Regions from separate parts of the Mus musculus genome. Here region 1 is linked to region 2. The links are chromatin contacts, called in public Hi-C maps. All regions are on one chromosome and are shown on one strand. The core of a region is the stretch at or near the end of the contact, and the rest is flanking DNA. Distances in the headings are between cores, read along the strand shown. Region 1 holds the start of Pde8b (phosphodiesterase 8B). Region 2 overlaps Pde8b (phosphodiesterase 8B).

Evidence for each region. A called contact is a pair of places that touch in the nucleus more often than the background predicts.
Region 1: a Hi-C map of cerebral cortex shows a contact between it and region 2, with 1.8 times the contacts expected there. The contact joins the promoter of Pde8b here to the enhancer-like site in region 2. A contact is called at or near these places in 4 of 484 Hi-C or Micro-C datasets (the G1E-ER4 cell line, cerebral cortex, nephron progenitors and 1 more), 3 of 115 datasets of contacts at active chromatin or transcription factors (embryonic forebrain, embryonic stem cells and neural progenitor cells) and 2 of 9 other capture datasets (adipose tissue and pancreatic islet).

Annotation. Positions count from the first base shown.
Region 1 is chr13:95,221,714-95,228,121 of GRCm38.p6, forward strand. Pde8b (phosphodiesterase 8B) reads right to left here and starts at 1,379. Exons shown (of 22, transcript NM_001374003.1): 1 at 762-1,379. The coding sequence starts at 1,100.
Region 2 is chr13:95,174,538-95,181,253 of GRCm38.p6, forward strand. The region is part of intron 1 of Pde8b (phosphodiesterase 8B); the gene reads right to left. Among named protein-coding and RNA genes, the nearest start is that of Pde8b, 45 kb to the right of the region's middle. Within about 2 kb of position 3,009, at least 16 of the 459 cell types and tissues checked have an H3K27ac peak or open chromatin away from gene starts, as enhancers often do. A contact at or near this core is called in cerebral cortex, where this site is marked.

The sequences.
Region 1 (6,408 bases), core at 129-2,628, 46 kb after region 2:
GAGACTGTTTTAACCATCCATTTCACATCCTCACAATCCCACCACCCACACCCACCCCGGAAGACATGTATGCAGAAGCACCATCCTGAGGCAGCTGCCCTGAACTGCTGGCGTTCCAAACTCTGGCTGGGTTCTCTCAATAATGTCCAGGATACAGTCATCCCAGAGAAACACTATAGTAACAGGTTCCACTTGGCTCTCCCCTAGTCCCTTTCTATAGCTCTTCAAACGTAAGCAGCCTAGTTCATTCACAAATCCCTGCACTGGGCCACTGTGCAGAGAACTCCATCCAGCCTAGCTGATTTACAGGTAAAAATCTAAACCTGAGGCGCTCTAGCATCCTGGTGCTGAGGCTGCACTGCATACAGACCTAGCTCAGCGCTCAGGTTGCATTCAGAGGAACTCGCATGCTCTTGGTGATGCATACCCATCCCTCCAGCTGCATCCATTGGGCCACAGCTGCCCTCCCTCAGCAAGAAACAGGCGCCCCAACTGCTTTCCGCTGAGCTGCACTCTGCACCTGTCCCCACCTCAGGACCAGCTTAGGTTTGTTTCCCTGCATCCTCCAGGATCTTTTTCATCTCCAATTCCTTGGGCCCTCACCACCAGCAAAAAAAAAAAAAAAAAAAAAAAAAAAAAAAAAAAACCGAAAAGTAAACTCCGCCTTAGCAACACCCTCCCCCAATCGATCGTCCAACTCCCGCACGAGCCCCCCACTTAAGGCAGACCCGACGGATAACCCCCCAACAGCCAGGATTTACCTTGACGCTGGTGTAGCTAGTCTGGGTCTCGGCCTCGGCGCTGCTGCAGCAGTGGCGCCTCCGGCCCCGGCAGGTGGTCGTGGCGGGGCCCGAGGACCCCGTGCTGCTGCCGCTGCCCAGTTCAGCCCGGGATCTGCGGACTCGGACAGCGCCCGGGGGTCCCGCCGCGCGACTCGGGGGCATGGCGTCGGCGGCGTCGGTCTGCACGAAGAGGCCGTGCAGGGGCGCCGTGGGGCCCTGCGACACGCTGCTGGTCTGGCGGGGCGAGTTGGACTCATCCGAGTCCCGGCAGTAGATCACACCGCTCTGCGAGACATGGATGCTGGGGGCGCAGCCCATCCCTCAGCCGGGCTCCCCCGCGCGCGCCCGCCCGCGCCCCCGGGCCACCCGGACTCGGAGCTCCCACGGCCACCTGCAGTGAGGGGGCGGGCGTGGTGACGGTGGTGCCCAGACTGCGCGCCCCCCAGTCTGGGTGGCCACCGCTCTGTCGGGCTCGCCTCCGTGCCCCCTGGCGAGCGTCCGGGGGCAGCGCGCGTCACCCCAACTTTCCCTCCCGGGCCATCTTCCTCCCGGAGCGGCAGAGCGCGCACACACGGCCCGCGCGCCCCAGCGGCCGCCACCCTCCCCGCCGCAGCGCCCCAAACGCGCGCCCCGCGCCTCCGCCCTCTGCTCCGCCCGCGCCTCGGCCCGCGCCGCCCAGCTCCCCACACTCCGGCCAGGGCGCCCGCCCGCCGGCCGGCTCAGTCTTCCCACTTTCAGTCCTTGCACGTCCCCTCCCAGTGTCGGTCCTCCTCTGGGTCCCCAAGGGCCACCCCACTGCACTCTTCTCCCTGCCGCGCAGTGCCTGGCAGCACGCCTAGGTGCCCTCCGGTTCTTGGCTGTCCAGAGGCCTTGTCCCTTGGGGAGCTCCTTATCCACAGGGCCCCCTACTGCTCTAGCCCCTCTCCCCCTAGTCTGCACTAGCCCTGCTCCAGGCCAAGAATAGCTGGGTAGACCTTCGGGGTAAGTATCTTCTCAAAAACAGAATGCCCTATCCAAACAGCAAGAAGCACATAGCTCAGGCCCACCAAGCCCATTGACTTGGTTGTCAACACACTTGAGGAGTTAAGAGACCCAATTCTTGCATAGCTCACCAGCACCCACCTTCCCCCACATACTAATTCTAGAATTCAGCTGGGTGGTGGCCCAACCTTTGGAAAAAAAACCCATTCCCTGTCTGCAAATCCTTCAGAAGTGCATGCCAAGAGATGGGCTATCCCACAGGGGAATACAATCCTTATTTCCGTGGAAGATCCAAGCTGTCTGCATGTGGTTTTCTGTTCACTTGTCTGTTGCAGTCATTTTGTTTGCTGGTTTGGTTTGGTTTTTCTCCCCCCAACCCCCAAATCTTAAGTTCTTCTCTGGGTGTCACTAACCCAGCCTCCCACTTTTCTTCTTCCTCCTGGGGACCTCCCTCAGCCCCCTCAGTGAAGGCCACACTGCTAGAGAAGCAATTCTGCTGTGTGACATAAGGTGGAAATCCATGTCCCAGGTCCCCAGGCACCACTTGCCTACTTAAGGTCTCCTTCAGTAATTTCTGCCACAACCACAGTGGCCCAAGGGAGAAAGTGAGATGGTCCGAATAAGGGCTTCACTTAGAGTTCTACAAGGATAAATTTCAACGCAAAATACAAAGTATCCAGTTCAAAACTATGTCATTAGTCTCCTCCTCTCCCCACCCCACCCTCATCCCATCAACTCAGAGTTGTCAGAGGAAGATGTCTGATGATGTCTTCTGACTGCCAAATCAAAACATGAGAGACATCTCTCCACTTCTGACATCCACTCTGGGGATGAGAGTTTACATCTATAGTTCTAAGAATTGGGAGGCTGAGGCCAGTCTGATCTTCATGAGTTCTAGGCCAGCTTGGCCTACCGGGTACGATTCCCATCTCTGAACAGAAACACCACCATATTTCAAGTTCAGCTAGAGAGAAGGGAACAGAATGGAGCTTATTCTACTTTTGTTTGATCCCAGGTTAGCTGTAACTTTCTTCTTCACTTTAATGACACAAAAGAGTTCATCTTCAGTTAATCTTCAGTAATTTCTGCCACACCCACAGTGACCCAAGGGAGAAAGTGAGATGGTGATCAGGTGTTCCTACCAACTGTGTCAGTGATCTTGGATGAGGCAGACCTCATTAGCTAAGGCACTCCCCGACTTACTACTTATGGAAGGGCATGCCCAGCAGTGGAGGTGTAACTCAGAGCCCTTCTTCCTTCACATGACTGCTTCCCCACAGTACCCTTGCATGTTGGTTGGCCCTCATACAGTTAAGAATGCCACCATTACCCAGGAACGATCATTTACTTAAACCTATGTCTGATGGCTACTCTCTGCCTTCCTTCCAGTGAATCACTAAGGGATAAGCTAAATTACAAGAAAGTCCCCCTCCCCCAAATCTCCATCTCAGCTCCAGGTGCACAAATGTAATCATTCACACCCATTTCAGGCATCATCTGTCAGGAAACTAAGTGTCACATAATTCTCATGCCACAGCCATGTTCAGGGCATCCTCAAGGAATCACTCGATGGAGCCCCTCATGGAAGAAAAAAGTCCCGGGGACTGCTTCAGAAGACAAGACTATGATAAAAACACAAATTACACTCTCTCTTCTGGTGGGGAGATTAGGAGATGAATCATGCTGCAGACATCCAGAAACAAATTTAGGTTGAACTTATACATTTTTAAAAATGAGTAAGCCCCGGGGGTATGACCTTAATGTAGCTAGTGAGTGACCAGACAGAGTTAGCAGGTTAATAGAACATTTCATGTTGGTTGAATGTGACTTCTCCTTTGGATAGGAGACAGAGGGAAAAGTAATCTAGATATCCATTTTTACAATCCATTTTCAAAGCAACCACAACTTCCACCTCCAAGTCTGGCTAGGTAAAAGAAAAGAAAATATCTGTCCCTATAATTTCCAAGTGTTCTCAGTGGGAACGTGTGACTTGCCCCCATGACAAGGACGTATCTGAGCTAATCACTGAAACTTACAGGAGTGTATAGATGGAGAAGAAATGGGAGTCTGAAGTCATTTCCCCAGCTAAGTTCTGAGCCCTGAGTGTTGGCCTCATGAAGAACTGACTTCCTCGCAAGGACACCAGTGCCACCCAGGGTAACAGCAGTCTCCTTACACACAGACACTGCAGTGCTTCTTTAGGCCCAAGTTGTAAAATAAGGTCAGGAAACCCGACATTCAAAAAAGAAATTAATTAAAGTGAGAAAATTTTAGCAAAAATGTCCCAGAAGCAAATGGAAAGAAAGCTAACTGAATTTAAAAAAAAAAAAAAAAAACTTAAAAAGAAACAAAAAACTTATCTAATGTCCAAGGTCAACAGAGTGGCTTCTATGTTTTATAATGATATTAAATAAGCACTTACTGCAAAATTATGACCCAGAGCACTGCAGGATCTTGAAGAATTAAGGTCCATTCCAAATCTAAAATGAGATGAATCTCCCAGAATTCCTCTCAAGGTAGCAGAAAATGTGATTAATACATTTTGAATCCTTTTTAACCACAAAGGTTAAAATAGCCAAAGCCACCTGATTGATCTTTAGATAACCAAACATTTAATCAACTGATCAGCCTTACAGAACTTCGGGGTTCAAACAGTGTTCCTCCTGGGGGCCAGATGGCACCATTTACTAGGCAACTGGAGAAGGTTCACTGAACTCATTTGAAGGGCTTATTCTGACGCCTGACTCTGTAACCTTGGGGAAGTCATTTCACTCCTGGGATTTGATTTCCTGCATAACCTCTGGCCTCTCCAAATCACGGACGTTTGGGATGCTAAGAAAGCTTTCTTCCTCTTAAAATATAATTTTTATTTTAAAATCGTGAACCTTGTTTTTAAGCTGAAAGAGCAGTACCAATCCCTGACGGCACGTCAGAATTACTCAGAAGAATTTGTCAGAAATAACGGTAATTCCACATTGCAGGTATTCAGGGCTGATCCTGTACCTGCCATTCTTAAGAAAGTAAATCTAGTGTAACCTGCCCTTACCCATCTTGGTGGGACCACACAAGCGTAATTATATAGGGCTATGGAACCCACACAATGAGGCCACTCCCTATCACAAGCTCTCACCATCCCTCTATCTGCTTCCACTAAAGTTGGCTAGATAGAGGTGGCGAAGAAAGAGGCAAACTCATGGTGGCTCAAAGCTGGTGATCTCAGAGCTTACTAGAGCAGGATACCAGACCCTAGACCCAGTAAAGACATCAGATGCTCCACACCAGCTGGACCCAACATAGCTGATGTAGATGGCAACAAAGATGTCCTTTGCCTCACGATAATATCATCTCTATAACCTACCCATCACGTATCTCATGCCACAATACTAGGAATATCTCATACAAGTACAGAAAGAGTGTGGAAATATCACTGTGGGGAATTCACACCCACGCCTAGAAGGCCTTGCCTCACCTTCACCTTCACTATGATAACCCAACCTTCTATCAGTTTGACCGTCAGAGTAACTGTCCAAAATAATTCCGTGCTACTACCGTCTGCTTCTACTCAACCTTTGAGCACAGCGCCTTTGCCTATAATAAAGTCCCTCCCATTTCTTCATTTGTCTTTGCTTCCAATTCTTTCTTTGATGGAGACAAGAACCTAGAAATACTGGGCAGAGGTCTCACCCCGGGCTCTCTTCCCTCCTAACACTACCACCTGGGCTTCCTGCTGTTTCCCCAGAAGACCTAACATTGATGGGGAGCTGGACCCTCTGCCAGTCAGGCTCCCACCTCCACAACTGCATGGCCAACTTCCTTCCTTCCTTAAGTCTCTTTTGCAATGTTCCCTACTCCACGTTTCCATCCGCAACTCCTATTTAAAACTTTATTCAGCCTTCGTTCATTTGTCTGTGCCCCTCCTGAATCCCCTTGGCCTGCAATTTTTCTAGTTTCGTAGCATATGCCACCTTCCATTTTACTAGATAATTAGCTCACTTGTAATAGTTACTGTCTATCTTCTCTCACCAGAATCTAGGTTCTCCATAGGCAGGATTTTTCTAGTTTCTTATTTATTTTTTGATCTCATACCTTTGTTGTACCAGTGCCTAATATATAGCCAGCTATGCACTTGAGGTGGTTAGAATATGCATGGCCCAGGGAGTTGCATTTTTTGAAGATGTGGCCTGGTTGAAGGAAGTGTATCACTGTGGGGTGGGCTTTGAAGCTCCGCCCAGTTCAGAAAAGTAAGAACTCTCCTAGTAGCCTTCAGATGAAGATGGAGAACTCTCAGCTCCTCCTGCACCATGCCTGCCTGCACACTGCCATGCTCCCGCCTTGATGATAATGGACTGAACCTCTGACCCTGTAAACCAGCCCCAATTCAATGTTGTCCTTATAAGAGTTGCCTTGTTCATGGTGTCTGTTCACAGCAGTAAAACCCTAACTATGACAGTACTCAAATATTTGTTGAATAAAAAAATGAATTGTTTCTTTGCCTTCTCATCTCTGAACTGTCACAAGTCAAAAATTAAAGGAGCGATTGTTTTAAATAGAAAATTTCATGTTCTGTGATTTTAGTTTTTAAAGTCAATGAATGTGTTCAACTTGAAAATCTTCCTTTTAGAAGTAAAATCATCTGTGTAGATTG
Region 2 (6,716 bases), core at 1,759-4,258:
TCTGCCTCCCACATCCAAAGCCCAAAACTCCAGAGGGAAATTGGAACCTAAGAAAAAGCTTTGAGCAGACCCGAAAACATCCAACCAAAAATTTTTAGATCTTAAAAAAAAATAGTATTTAAAATGAATAATCAGTGAAAATATTGAACAGCTGGTAAACTATGGCTGAACAGAGAACGAGTAAGCTGCGGGCGACCTGGAGAATGAACGGACACGATGGTGCACACCTGTTTGGAATCTTAGCACTTCGGAGGCTGAGGCAAAAGAACCAAGAGTTTGAGGCCAGCTTGGGTGACACACACAAAAAAAACCTCTGTTGTTTTGTTTTGTTTTGTTTTGTTTTAAATTAGAACTATATGTCATAGATATTGAAGAGTGGAAAAACCTTGGTGGAGTCAAAAGAGAGTCTGACGTGAATGTACCTGGGTGTGGTGTTTTGTATATGCTCAGCCCAGGGAGTGGCACTATTAGATGGGGTGGTCTTGTTGGAATAAGTGTGGCCTTGTTGGAGTGGGTGTGTCACTGTGGGTGTGAGCTTTAAGACCCTGCTCCCAGCTGCCTGGAATCCAGTATTCTGCTAGCAGCCTTCAGATGAAGATGGAGAACTCTCAGCTCCTCCTGCACCATTCCTGCCTGGATGCTGCCATGCTCCTGCCTTGATGATAATGGACTGAACCTCTAAACCTGTAAGCCAGCCCCAATTAAATGTTGTCCTTATAAGAGTTGCCATGGTCATGGTGTCTGTTCACAGCAGTAAAACCCTAACTAAGACACTGGGGTTGAGGAAACACTGGCAATATGGGGCAGAAATATCTTGTGAGAAGGTCTTGGCTGAGAATAATTCAGATACGATAGAAGACATCAATTTTGTGGATTCAGGAGAAGACCCAATCCTAAGCAGCACAAATAGAAGAAGTCCACACTTACACACATTGCTATGAATTGGCAGAAATCAAAGACAAAAAAATGAACACTAAAAGCAGCCTCAGGGGTGGGGGTGGGAGGAGTCAGATGACCCCAGTGAGTCCTCTTTCGAGGGACCATTTCTTAGAGGCAGTGTGCTTAGATAGCATCCTGTCAGGAAGGCTCCACCATCCTTGGTTATACATGAAGATTCCAAGGCACAGAAAAGCTAAGAGCTCCCCAGGGTCACACAGCTGCCAAAAGCCTGGGATTGAAGACCTGGGCACCTGACCCCACAGGCCATCCCCTTATCACTGTGGTTAAATGGCCTCCCCAGCCACCAACAGTGGCTCTGAGAGCCACAAAGTACAGACTCCTGCTGTCACAGATGGCCATTTACTAAGAGCACCTGTATCATACGCTTTTAAAGTCTGACCCAGAAAGAACATGGTTCAGCCTAGCTGCACCTCCACAGCCGCGCTAGGTTTCCCTGGCTTCCTGCTCCTGCACCTGGGCAAAGGCTGCACCTTGTTCTCTGCACTTCTCAGGAGACCTGGGTTCACCCACGACCTGTGCTGGAAAGTGATCACAGATCACGCTCAGTTATAGACAGACTGAGGCCTCTCCACTTTGACTGTGGCCTCTGAGGGACAGCCATTGCTGGGCAATAAAGAAGGGACAAGCATTCTTCCATGAGGAAGAGGACTCTTCGGCTGCAAAACCGGGGGTAATGAACTGGGGGTAATGAACAAGAATGGCATCCTAGACCCTCAACAGTTGTTTACATAAGTAAAAATAAGTCTTTTCTCAGAAGCATGACACTTAGGGAAAGAAATGTCCCTGTCCCAGGCCCTTTGTGCTTACACCGCTGAGAGGGAGGAGTCTCCTTCTTCCCCTCCCCGCTTCCCCATCATCACAGAAGGGAAAAAAAAAAAAAGAAAGAAAGAAGGAAGGAAGTGACTGAACTCCATGGACAGAAAGAACAAGGATTTCAGAAGTTCATGACCTTGTTATGACCTTAAACTTCAAAACAGAGAGGCCTTGTGCGTTTGACTACTCTGTTCCTTACTATGTAATTGTGACCTCATTGATAAGACTGGGCCATCTGTAGTGGCTGGCACAGAGCCTGACAGAGTGGGCACCTGTATCCAGTCGGACACGAAGCCAACCGTGCATGGCTGCACGTGCTCTTGGGAGGGGCTGGTATTGGCTGCTTCTCTTTTATAACAGGAGAGAGCCAAGAAAAGCAGCAATGCTGTCTTAGCCCTGTGTGTGCTGCTGTGACAGAGGCCCTGAGGATGGATAATGGGGAAAAGAACAGACATGGCTCTCTGGAGGCTGCAGAGTCCAAGCTCCAGGGTACAATATCATCTCTTCGCAGAAGGTGGAAGGGTAAGACATGTGGACCAAAGGTGGACTGTCCTCTTTATATGGACACCAGTCTCAGGAGGCAAAGTCCGTAGGGCAGCCTGTGTTCTCAACCTGTGGGTCATGACCCCTTAGAGGGCTGAACAACCCTTTCACAGGGTTGCATATCAAATAACCTGCATATCAGATATTTATATTATGATTCATAACAGTAGCAAAATTGCAGTTATAAAGTAGGAACAGAAATAGTTTTAAGGTTGGGGGGTCACAACAATTTGAGAAGCTGTAAGGGGTCTAAGCTTTAGGGAGAGTGAGAACCCTGCTGTAGGACCTGACTACTTCCTAAAGATCTCCTTCTCAGAGGCACTGGGATTGCAGCATGAGTTTGGAGGGGGTCAACAGTCACCCCAGAGCACACAGCCATTGTGTAATGTGTTTGGGGGATGTGTTCACAGAACCTCCCCACAGGAGACACTCGGGCACACAACCTGGAGATGGCTGAGCATCAATTTATGGTTGTTTTTGTTTTCCAAAACCTCCCTGATTTCTGAAGGCTCTGACAAAAGCATGCAGACGCCATCAGCCAAATGGCTTCTTTTGTGCTGGAATGCTTGCCCGAGAATCTTCGCTCCTCTAATGTCTCATCAGTGGAAAATGAAGTACTTCTAAAGTGGCACGCTTCAAGAGAACAGGAGCAAATGGCCTTGACAGCTGATAAGCCCGGGTGCCACTAACGCTTTCCCAGCCCTCCCTCTGCTGAGTAACTGCAGCAAATGTGGCATCTGCATCCCACACGTTCCTGAGACAACCGTTTCTTCAGAGAATGCCGTCAGGTAAATTAAGGACAAAGACAAAGCCTTCCTTCAAACCCCCCAGTTTCTCCTTGGTGACAAGGCTTTACTCTTTTCCTTTATTTATTGATATTTGCTGCCACTTGGTAGATACAGCCATGAAAGGTCAGAGAGTCTGAGCTATGCTCCTGCATCTACACTGCCTAGTCCAAAAGGCAAGCACCTGGGCTGGAGTTCATTATCGTTAATAAGCTCTGAGACAACTCATTGAACCCCTCTGAGCTGGAATCTCCTTCCACTGCCAATAGCACAGCACTTCTATAAAGATTAGCCCAGCGCTCATGGCGTGCCTTTCAAACCAGACAATAACTCCACACATCTTTCCCTACTGTTGGACTGTGTATTGTTATACTTGCTACTGATTTCCTAGGCCCAGATCTTTGTCCCTACTCCCTGACCTTGATTCATCTTTTTTTCATAGATGTTTTTTCATACAATATATTCTGATAACGGTTTCCTTACCCCCAACTCCTCCCAGATCCTCCTTGCCTACCCAAATCTACGCCCTTCCTTCTTTCCTTTCCTCCTTCTTTCCCTTCCTCCTCCTTTCTTTCCTTCCTTTCTTTCTTTCTCTCATTAGAATACAAACAGGCATCTAATAGTAGTAGTAGTAGTAGTAGTAGTAGTAGTAGTAGTGGTGGTGGTGGTGGTGGTGGTAGTGGTGGTGGTGGTGGTGGTGGTAGTAGTAGTAGTAAAATAAGATAAAATAAAATAAAATAAAAATCTATTTTGGCCAAAACAAACAGAAAAAAAGAAAGGCAAAGAAAAAGCACAAGAAACATGGGGACTTCTTTTAGCTCTAGGCCCCAGCTGGTGCAGACCTGCATGGGGCTGTGCATACTGCCTCAGTCTTTGGGTCAATTATGCTAGTTTAGAGGTTTTTGTTTTCTTGGTGCCCTCCATCCCTCTGGTTCTTATACTCATTCAACGTCCTCTTCCACAGTTTCCTGAACCCTGTGGGGAAGAATTTAATGGGGTCATCCAGTTTAGGGCTATTTCTCACTCTCTGTTCATTGAGCTGGACTCATCTTTATTCTTCTATAGAAATGCTTCTATAGAGTGTCCAAGTCAGGCATGGTGGCAAACGCCTTTAATCCCAGCACTTAGGAGGCAGAGGCAGATGGGTCTACATTGTTGGAGGCCAGCATGGTCTACAGAATGAGTTCTAGGAAAGCCAGGGCTACACAGAGAAACCCAGTCTGAAACAAAATAAAACAAAACCAGGCATGATGTAGGTGTCCAGAGCTGCAGTCCTGCTCCGACACTGAGGACCCTGTAGCTCTGGCTTTATGTTGGGAGTTGAGTCCAAGCTGGGATGCCTGCAGTTTACATCAGTCTGATTCTACTGTGAACAGTGCCTAGGTTACTACCCTACTCAAGTGTGGATGTCCTCTGCTCTCACTATCCAGCACCTTTCCTGGCACGAGGGTAGAGGATGACGTAGGAGGTGTCTCCCCAGCCCCTGTCCACACACTACTCCATGATCACAAACTTAAACCAAACATATAATCAAGAAGACAATCAAGTGAGGGTGCATGTGAGAACACAGCATTTCAGGGACCTTGGGAAACAATTTGATAATTGTCTTAGTCAGGGTTTCTATTCTTGTATAAACATCATGACCAAGAAGCAAGTTAGGGAGGAAAGGGTTTATTCAGCTTACACTTCCATGATGCTGTTCATCACTAAAGGAAGTCAGGACTGGAACTCAAGCAGGTCAGGAAGCAGAAGCTGATGCAGAGGCCATGGAGGGATGTTCCTTACTGGCTTGCTCAGCATGTTCTACACTTGATCTTAGCCAAAAGGCTGAGAAGCGATCAGTGTGTTCTTTTATAGAACCCAAGACTACCAGCCCAGGGATGGTCCCACCCACAGGAGCTCCTCCCCCTTGATCGATAATTGAGAAAATGCCCCACAGCTGGATCTCATGGAGTCACTTCCCCAGCTTAAGCTCCTTTCTCTGTGATAACTCCAGCCTGTGTCAAGTTGACTCACAAAACCAGCCACTACAGCAATATATTAAGAAGCTACCATTCAAACTTAGTTCTACTGGTGTGATTCTACTTGAGAGAAAGAATAAAAACAGAAGCCCTACAAAACACATATATAAATATTCATATTAGCATTCTTTATAAAAGCAATAGATTAGAGCCAAGACAAATGTCCATCCTCTAATGAAGAGATAAATCAAATGATATATATACATACAACATAATCCTATCTGGAAATTAAAAAGGAGGAGGAGGAGGAGGAAAAGGACAGACTATTCAGACATGGTACACCACAGATGCACACTGAAATCACTGTGCTAAGTGAAAGAATCCAGACGAGACTACACATGTGCTTCCATAAGTAGTAAACGCCGAGTTCAACTCATGTGGTTCTAGGAGTGGAAGAGCGTAACTGTAGTCAGATACCAGGGTACTTTTAAGACTAACAAAAATGTTCTAGGTTTCCATCTGTGCCCGGAGCTGAACCTGTGCCACAGCACTCCATACCCAAATTCTATGCGGAAAGAGCTGGTCTCCCAGGAATGTTGACACGCAGGCTTATAGGAAGGACAAGCCACAGTCAGAGACAGCAAGACCAACTAACACCACAGAAAACCAGATGTCGAGAGGCAAGTGCAAGAACATAAGCAACAGAAACCAAGGCTACTTGGCATCATCAGAACCCAGTTCTACCACCACAGCAAACCCTGGATACCACACAGCTGTTGGGGATGGCCCTGGTGATGGCTGTATTTTGATGTTAATTCTGCTGTCCCAGGAGGGATTGTCTGGAAGGAAGAATGAGTCGCATACTCAGGTGACTTCTTGTGAACCTTCCCCTAAATGAATAAAGGAACCAATCACTGGGCAAGTAGATGGGACTTCTGGGTTGGACAGAGGAAGAGAGAAAGCAGGAGGGCTTTTTGGACAGGGATAGAGAGAGGGCAAAATGTAGCTACTAGTGTCTCCCAGCTTATATGGCAAATCTGCCAGGATTTACTACAGAAGGATTTAGATTTAATATGGCTTACAAGATTAACATTCTAGTTGTTGTGCCCAGTGATTGAGTTACCATTGTTTCTGAACTAAGTTTATGTGTTTTCCTTCACGTAGTGGTTTGACTGGGTTCAAGAGAGGAAGGTACAGTGGCAAAGCGTGAGTTTACAAGAAGTGTACCACAAAGGCCTTGGGGGTTTTGAAGCATGGGGCTGATGTGGTAGTGACCCAGCAGTGAGAACTGAGCAAGTTAGGTGGAGAGATTTTGGAGCTCTGAATCAGAGAGTCTCTATGAGATAGGAACTGATTGTCAAGACTGCAGGGGCTGAGTGAAGCGTGGGAACTGCTGTTCTTTTCAATATTTCCCACAACACAACACAACACAACACAACAGAAAAGCAAGACTCTGATGTGAAATCACATTTCATGATGATGATAGAGGACTTTAAGGACATAAATAACTCCCTTAAAAAAATATAGGCATATATCCAGAAGATGTCCCAACCGGTAAGAAGGACACATGCTCCACTATGTTCATAGCAGCCTTATTTATAATAGCCAGAAGCTAGAAAGAACCCAGATGCTCCTCAACAGAGGAATGGATACA